Regions from separate parts of the Mus musculus genome. Here all the other regions are linked to region 2. Evidence: chromatin contacts called from public Micro-C and promoter capture Hi-C data. All regions are on one chromosome and are shown on one strand. The core of a region is the stretch at or near the end of the contact, and the rest is flanking DNA. Distances in the headings are between cores, read along the strand shown.

Region 1 (2,700 bases), core at 200-2,699, 780 kb before region 2:
CTATGGGCTTCCAGAAGGCAGAACCAGGGTGCCACTGACCTTTGAAGCATGGGACAGTTTCTACAGTGCGAAACTACCCAGCAGACATGTCAATGATCTAGAGATTGGGGAAGTCTGAGACACATTCCCCCTCAGGTTCTCAGGCTGATGCTGAGAGTTAATTTGCATATGTGTCCCTAGGCACTTTGCAATGCACAAAAGAAGACTGGAGAAAGTTATTCACTTGCCAAGAAGCGAGCGATGGGACCCAGGAACACAAGCATTAGAAGGATTTGACTCTGCCTGTCTGGGAGGACACATCTGCACTACTCAGTGTGACCTGAGCAAGGGTCAGGAGGCTGGAGTGATGCCTAGGGTTGTGTAACTACTTCCTTCAAAGGGAAGCATCCTCTCAGGACACAAAAAGCAACAAGAGTCATAGGCCTCTGCCCAAGGTTACATAAGCAGGAAGCAACTGCTGGACAGGGGAACATTTGGGTGGAGCTGGCTGCAAGATGTGCGTGGAGTGCCAGGGATTCAGCCTCATCTGTACTGGAGTGAGCTTTCCAGGCAGAAAGCTGCTTTTTGGTCCCCTACGCTCCTGTGACAAACACCAATAAACTCATTGCTCCGCCAAGGTGGACTCGGGTGGAATTGTTTCTTCCATATGTTCTCGCTCTTGGTGACCTGGGGAAGAGGTGTGTTGCCATGGGAATTGCATAGATGTGGCATTTGCATGGATCTGGGGGAATCGAACCCCCATCCTCATGTTTGCACAGCGAGGTCTTTATTTCTTAGAACCATCTCCCCACCTCCCCCCACCCCCGATAATTCTTTAATAGAACAGTTTTAACTCAAAAAAAAGTTAGATACTTTTTAAAATGACAGAGCTGCGAGGACTCTGGGACTGCACAGTAGTCTCTGAACGAAACCAGTGTATTTTATAATGAGAGGCTCTGCAGGAAACATGTAGAAATACGTCTCCCTAGGACATTAGGGCAGTTAATTAGAAACAGTCTTCAGATGGACTCACCCCACACTGGGGCAAGCCAAGTGCCTGGTAATTTCTAGGTCAGATACGCAGGGGCAAATGACGCAGGGCGGCAGCTCGGCATCTATTTTGCTATCTTTGAGGTCAGTTTTAAGACTTTTATAAAATTGCCATCTCAGACTTGCGCTGCTGTGTGGACTCTGCCACAAACAAGGAAGCTTTACCAAAGTGCTCCTCCTTGGTCCCCCTCACCATTCTGCACATGAGATTTAAAAGCAAAAACAAAATCAGTTTGCAAGGCTTGCCAGCAGACCACCACATAACCGTTAAGGTGCTGGTCCAGGAGGGCCGGGACTCATGGAGATATGAGGCTATGCTCAGAATAGTCTTGAAGAAAAAGCAGACTCAAGACGTGGCCAAAGTTAACCGGCAGTGAGAAGCCCTTCCTCCCCCACTGAAAATCTCAGCAGCTGAGTGTGAAAGATGACAGCAGCAGGGAATGGGGGAGGACCAGGGACTTCAGACCAAGCCAAACCGGAAAAGACAGAGCCAGCTGTTTAAGCAGCAAGTGACCTTGGGGCAAATTATTTTCTGACAATTACCCACCAGCTGGAGGCACTTGGCTATTTGCAGAAGAGAGAGGATGTAGACTTGGGAGCATCAAGTCATTCCTCTAACAAGATGTCACTGCTGGAAGGTCAAAGGTGACCTCTAGTCCTCCTGGCGCCAGTCCAGTGCTCACAGACTGGGTCAGCGGGCCACAGCCTTACCTAGCTAGATGCTGGGCCTTAGCCATCCCACCTGAGAGCTGGGAGGTGGTGCCAGTCTCTGCTGGGGGGTGGCTGGGAGGGGGGCTGGGCAGAGACAGCACCAGAACTGGCATGAAGGTAGCTGAGACAGTGCAGCGAGGGAGCTAGCAGGTCCTGAGGAGGAAGGAGGTATTCCAGAAGTGCAGAGGTCATCCAGAGTGCAGGGCTAACTGCTGGGGCCCAAGAGGACCACTTTGCCTGTGTCCAGGCACCATGGAAGCAAAACATAGTCCCTGTGAGACCAGCCAAAGACAGGTGCCTACCAAGTTTCATGTCGGGACTTCCCGGAGTTCCATCTGAATGGGCTGAGTGACAACACGATCCAGAATGGGTACAGGGCCTGCGGCTGGGTGCAGAGAGAGAAGCAGGCTCCCCATGGAGGGGATGGAGTGGTGCACATAGCCCAGGAATCTCGAGGATCCTCCTGCTGATAGATTTATGGATGAGGACCTGACTAACCTGCCTGAGAACCCCTGGAAGGGTCTGGGCTTTCCCATTTTCTCACAGGCTAACAGGGAGATAGAGAAACCTGTAATGAGGGCAGGGCATGGTGGCAGGGGTCCAGGATGGGGCTACAGCGTGGTTGCTAGTGGTGAGAATTCTAGGAAAAGAGTAATGGAGAAAGGGGAACCGAGAAGGAGACATTTCTACCAGGATCAAGAGAGGAGACGTCAGGCTCCAGGGAACAGATAGCCTGGGGGTTGGGAAACGTCAAAGCCCTTGGAGGAGAAAGCATCTGTGGGGAGTGTAAACCCCTTGTTGAGGTTGACGGCTGAGCATCCAGCCTTCCATGTGTGATGCAGCACTGGCTGCAGAAGTGTGGAGGTGAGGGGTGATGGAGGAAGTTAACTGGCTGTAAACAAAAAACCAACCAACCAACCAACCAACCAACCAACCAACCAACCTATCAACCAACCAACC
Region 2 (2,700 bases), core at 45-2,544:
CCATCGAGGAGCGCTACCTCCCGCAGTGTTCCTATTTCAAGTGCGTGCAGAAGGACATCCAACCGTACATGCGCAGGATGGTGGCCACCTGGATGCTAGAGGTAGGTGTGCGGGCGACGCTCTCAGGGAGAGGCAAGCCCAGCCGCTCCATCCCTACCTCCAACACGCAGAGATCCTAAAAACTGCGGGAGAACTACCCCTGCGCTGGCCTCCCCCGCTCGTGCGCGAGGTAGCCCCGCACCCTTGGGCGAGACGCTAATTCTGTCCCTTGCTAGATTAACTAGTGGAGGAAAACTTGGGTGAGTGAGGATGTCCTCCCCCCCCCGGGGGGTTGGCATCCCGCGCGTGTGCCTGCATGTGGCTTCCTCGTCTTCCCATCTCCATTTCTGACCTGTGGTGTGGAAGCAACCCCGGCTGCCTTCAGTGAGGCCCCAGAGGGTGTTGCGACCTAACAATCCATACCAACATATAAAGAGCCCCCCCCCGCCCCCGACTCTCAGGGTTGGGGCAAACCGTCTGAGCCTTAGGACTCCGCGTTGGCACTTTGGCAGGAGGTGGGGGTGGGGGAGAAACAGGGAATTCAGGAGAGCCCCGGAAGTCATACTGAAAAAAACGTGCGTTTAGGGCAATCTGAAAGAACCGCTGCTTTAGCCTTGCTTGCAATCTTTGCCGAGAGAGCAGGGTGCCCACGTATGCACAGCTCTGGACCTGCCGTGGTTTCGCCATGTTGCTTTGCAAACTCCATTTACAAGGACTGGCAACATTCGCCGGCGCCCCCACCCCCTCTCAGCACCCCATGATCCTGGGCACCCTCTTTCTGATCGTGCCCTCTTCCCCAGCCCTCGGTTCACCAAGGTTACTTACAGTTTGGCTGCTTCTTGAGCGCGCAGATTTGGGTGGGGTAGGAAGCGGGGGAGGAGGTGTGTAGAGCAGGCTAGGGGGCACCCCCAAATGAGAGGTCAGAGTCCCGCATGCCTCCTGGAGGGGGGTTCCCTGGTTTCGTCTCACCCAACCCCCAGCAGGCACAGCCTTCCTAGCTACTGCCCTTGTGGGCCGCAGCCGAACACTCCGCAAGTTTCCCCCACTGAGATCTAGAGCCCCTGGGGTGGAGATACCGACCTTACGGACACCCGAAACCTCTTTTCCAGGGAGCCTGGGACCTCTCTGGGGTTTTCAGGCCCACAGAGCGTTTCTAGGATTTTCCCTCGATTTTTAATAATTTTTTGAAACTGCTCCCCCCTGCTCCGACTCCAACTGCGGCGGCCGGCCGAGGCGCGCTTCCTCCTCCTCCCTCCCCCTCTCTCCTCCACCCACCCACCGAACAGCGGCCCCTGGACCGCCGAGACCACCCTGGACATTTTTTTCAATTGTCGGGAATGGTAGAATAGGATCTGAGGATCCGAACGAGACCAAGAAGTAGACTTTCGGAGCTTCCAGAATATTTTTATTGATTTTTTGAAAAGATGACGAAATCCAAAAAAGAGTGAGTTGGTGTGCTGAGAAGTGAGCCAGAGGGAACGGCAGGCGGCGGCGGCTCTGGGCTTTGCCTTGGGGTTTGTGGAGGTTTTAGTTCATCACCTTTTTCAGCTTTGCGGGAATACCCGAACCCCAGGAGCCCTTCGGATTTACCCCACCGTTCTCATCTCTATTCTTACTATCCTTTCTACTCTCCTCCCCCTCCCCACACACACATAAAAAATTCTTTTTGTTATCTCAGATTATGCTTTTATTTTTCTTTTCCCTCTGTTTCTGATACTAATTTTTCCCTATCCCCCTCGGACCCTACCCCACTCTTGATTGTAGGTCTGTGAGGAACAAAAGTGTGAAGAAGAGGTCTTTCCTCTGGCCATGAATTACCTGGACCGTTTCTTGGCTGGAGTCCCGACTCCTAAGACCCATCTTCAGCTCCTGGGTGCAGTGTGCATGTTCCTAGCTTCCAAGCTGAAAGAGACCATCCCGCTGACTGCGGAAAAGCTGTGCATTTACACCGACAACTCTGTGAAGCCCCAGGAGCTGCTGGTAATGCCGCCCTCCCTGCTCCTGACTCTGCCCTTCCCCATCACACTAAGGCCGCCACACTAACCAAGACTGTAAGAAAAAAAAAAAAGATGTCCTTTAGTAGGAGAGAGCTAGTCTTCCCACATCAGGGAGTGAGCAAAGCTATCAGTGCCTCATGGAAATTCATGAGGGTGAAATTCTGTTGTGTGTGTGGGTGGGGGGGGGGCATAAATAGAATATTCTAGTTAATGATGTTATAATTAAGGTCCAGATTTCCACTGAACCCTGAGAACACGGTCTGATTTCTCACATTCTAGTTTGTGTTGTTTCCCAAGACCCTGGAGGTGTAACAGGTAATGTCTTAAAGACCAATAAAGTCTCATGGACAAACATAGTAGCTGATCACTAAGTACCAACAAAGCACTAAGTATGAACATATTAACTTGGATGCAAAATCAACATCTGCCTTTCTATTGGTGGATCTGAAGCATGAGAGTTCAGCTCCAAAAGGCACAGTGACCTGGATACAGTCCCCAGGGGGTCCTGTCTTGGTTTTCTCCCAACCATCTACCTTTTTTTTTCTCATGCACTTCCCCCTACCCCCATGTTAATGCCACACACTGAAGGTTCTGCAGCTCTCTTTTACAGTGGTTTGCACACCTTGCACTGGTGAAAGAAGACCACCCCCTCTATCGACTCCCT
Region 3 (2,700 bases), core at 145-2,644, 740 kb before region 2:
CCATCCCAGGCATCTCCACATTGTTCCTCCAACCACCTAGGTGACAAGTAGGACCTGGTCAGTGGCCCCACTGTGTACAGTACGCCATGGAGCTCTGATAACTCTCCTGGGATACAGTTTTGGGACATAGTCATGGCAGCTAAACTCCCTACTAAGTTCTGGTCTAAGCCCAGGCTGCCAAACTCCACCAGCTGTCTCATAGTGATTCATTAATTAAACACAGACCATCTAGTCTTGCTCAATCCTACCCTCTTTTTCTCCCCAAGACCCTACGATACTGTAACTCTACACCCTGGAGTGCACTTAGGAATTTTCTAGAAATTGTTTCTTCTTCTGGTACCCCTTCCTACTTCCTGCCACAATATGTGCCACTTGCCAGCCTCTGGTTGCTTCTTCCTGTGCTCTCTGCAATCTAAGCCCAAGTTAAGACGCCAACTAGTCCTCTCCCTGCTTTACAACTAGTCACATGTGGGCACTGCATAATTCAAACAAAACCCCTACATTCCAGAATCCCCCTCATTCTCTCTTCAACACAGGAAGCCAAGCACGTAGACATAGGTGACAAGGCCTGCCTAACTCAGTTTCCACTGATACACAACAGGGCCCAGGTGGATAGCTCAGCCTGGGACGGCAGACTGCCTAGGAACAACCAACCCCCCAGTGTCCTAGACTCAGCAGCTGCCAGCAGCTAGCAGACCCTGTTTTGCATGGGGTCCAGCAGCCACGGACTTGGCATTTTGCCTCTGCTAACAAACAAGAGACAGCCCCTAGTATTTGGGATTAACAAAGCGGGGGGGGGGGGCATTTGACGGAGGGCCAGTCATACACAGGACACTCTGTATGGCCCAAGCTATCAAAGCTGGGCGCACAAAGTTAAAGGCAACCCAGTCAAGAAAGGCAAGGCAGACATTCAGAGTAGTACCAACCCCACCCCTACCCCGCTGAGCACAGTGCGACACCCATGCGCGCACCCACCGCTGCCTCATCCTCATCCAAGGGCAACTTTCTTGGCCACTGAGCCCCTCTGGGGTCGTGCCAGGGACGGGCAGCTGAGCTGGAGGAGCCATGCCAGGACGGCTTGGTGCTTTAATGTCAACCCCACCGGCGCTCTTGTCTCCCGCCGCCACCTGCACTTACCCGGCCAAAACCGCCAGGCTGGATGCAGCGAGGGATCGGGAATCCGGAGCTGTGATTGTGGCTGTCCTGGCCACAGCCGCCCGCTCCACCCTGCGCTCCTTGCCCACTGGCCCGCGGTGGCTGCTGGCTGCCCCTCTCACTCAGACTGGGGGACGCGCCCACAGGCCCGGGGCGGGCGGGACCGGGGCTGCTCTTTGTTTGGAGCTGGCTTTTTTTTTTTCCCACCCAAAGCAGAGCACACTGAGCACTCGGTCCTGGCAGTTGTGCAGAAGTGGCTCCAGGAAACTTGTGAGGAGGGGGTGGGGCTGAAGAGAGGCGGATGGCCCTCTGTCCCGTCCCACCCACTCATCAGTAATCACTGTCCCAGACTTAGATTTATCCTCATGAAGTGGGGGGAAATTCCAGGATCCCGGAAGAATTGAATCCATGACAGGTTCCTTGGGATGTAGGGACAAGCCTCCCACTTCTCTCCTCACTCCTGAGACACAGGAACCGGTTTTTTTGGGGGTGGGGTGGGGTGGGGGTGGGGAGTCAAAATCCTGCGGACCATCATTTCTTTTACCCTCCTTGGAACCAAAGAAAAGCCAGATCCCTTTCCGTACTGGAACACAGTGGAAGGACAGACAACCAAGACCCAGTCTCTGCCAGTGGGTGAGGGTGAAGAGTTGCTGACCGCCCTCCCCCCCCCCCCCAACACACACACACACTGCCCGGCCAGTGGGTGAGCACCCTGTGTGATTTACTAAGAGGAACAGCCCGTGCTTAGCCAGCCTTGACTGCAGTGAGCAAGGCTTGGTAGCTTATTAATTTTTCTCCTCGCAATGCCACAATACCTGACAAGAGAAACTTAAGGGTTTGTTCTGTCTGGAAATTCGAGTGTGCAGGGGATCACAGACTGAATGGCACTGCCACCAGAGCAGGAGTGGCTGGTCACTGAGTGTTTGACGGCAGGAGGCAGAAGGGGCAAATGTAAGCGCTCAGTTTGCTTGCTTTGTTTTTCTTTGTTATTCAGATTCCCATGTAGCTGTTTTCACACACAATCCCTCAGTGAAACCTTTCTGAAAACATCCTCACAGAAGCACCGGAAGGTGCGTTTCCTAGGTGACTCTAAATTCAGTGAGGTTGACCACTCAGTCGCAGGAAGCAGGCAAAGCTGAGGGTTCCTAGCTACGGAGGCCAGCTGGCTGCTAAGAATGCCCTGTCACAGCAGAGATGAGATAGGGACTGTCTCCTTCGGAACTCATCCTGAGAGCTGGCGGCTAGGGTTCAGGGACATGGGGCCTTTCAGAGCATTTGAGTGGTAAGGACTCATTTCTCAGTTCCCGCAGTGGACTGGTTACTCCAGTGGGTGGATTATTTCTATTTCGTTTTTATTTGTGTGAATGTATGTCCATGTGTGTGGATGTGTTCATCTGTGAACAGATGTGTGTTCGTGTGTATACAGATGCATGAGCATGTGTGTGTACAGACCAGAGGTTATTGTATAGCATGGTGTTGCCCCTTATTTCTGAAAGAAATAACTCCCCTCTTTCACTTGCTACCATGACCTTACACAGTATGAGG

What was found. Promoter capture Hi-C pulls out the DNA fragments that hold promoters and counts their contacts. A called contact is a pair of places that touch in the nucleus more often than the background predicts.
Region 1: a promoter capture Hi-C map of trophoblast stem cells shows a contact between it and region 2, with 13 times the contacts expected there. The contact joins the enhancer-like site here to the promoter of 9330179D12Rik in region 2. A contact is called at or near these places in 4 of 39 promoter capture datasets (cranial neural crest, liver, pre-B cells and 1 more), 3 of 484 Hi-C or Micro-C datasets (B cells, embryonic stem cells and pro-B cells), 5 of 115 datasets of contacts at active chromatin or transcription factors (the NIH/3T3 cell line, astrocytes, forebrain and 2 more) and 1 of 9 other capture datasets (embryonic stem cells).
Region 3: a Micro-C map of embryonic stem cells shows a contact between it and region 2, with 2.0 times the contacts expected there. The contact joins the promoter of Tspan11 here to the promoter of 9330179D12Rik in region 2. A contact is called at or near these places in 3 of 39 promoter capture datasets (embryonic stem cells and trophoblast stem cells), 2 of 484 Hi-C or Micro-C datasets (both in embryonic stem cells), 1 of 115 datasets of contacts at active chromatin or transcription factors (embryonic stem cells) and 1 of 9 other capture datasets (embryonic stem cells).

Annotation. Positions count from the first base shown.
Region 1 is chr6:127,931,755-127,934,454 of GRCm38.p6, reverse strand. All of the region lies in intron 3 of Tspan11 (tetraspanin 11), which reads right to left. It overlaps Gm38903 (a long non-coding RNA gene), which reads right to left. Exons shown (of 2, transcript XR_869464.1): 2 at 1-2,700. Among named protein-coding and RNA genes, the nearest start is that of Gm38903, 4.5 kb to the right of the region's middle. Within about 2 kb of position 1,449, at least 13 of the 459 cell types and tissues checked have an H3K27ac peak or open chromatin away from gene starts, as enhancers often do. A contact at or near this core is called in trophoblast stem cells, where this site is marked.
Region 2 is chr6:127,147,983-127,150,682 of GRCm38.p6, reverse strand. It overlaps 9330179D12Rik (RIKEN cDNA 9330179D12 gene), which reads right to left and starts at 1,294. Exons shown (of 3, transcript NR_040274.1): 1 at 1,120-1,294. Ccnd2 (cyclin D2) reads left to right here. Exons shown (of 5, transcript NM_009829.3): 1 at 1-101; 2 at 1,804-2,019.
Region 3 is chr6:127,886,316-127,889,015 of GRCm38.p6, reverse strand. Tspan11 (tetraspanin 11) reads right to left here and starts at 1,394. Exons shown (of 8, transcript NM_026743.3): 1 at 1,138-1,394.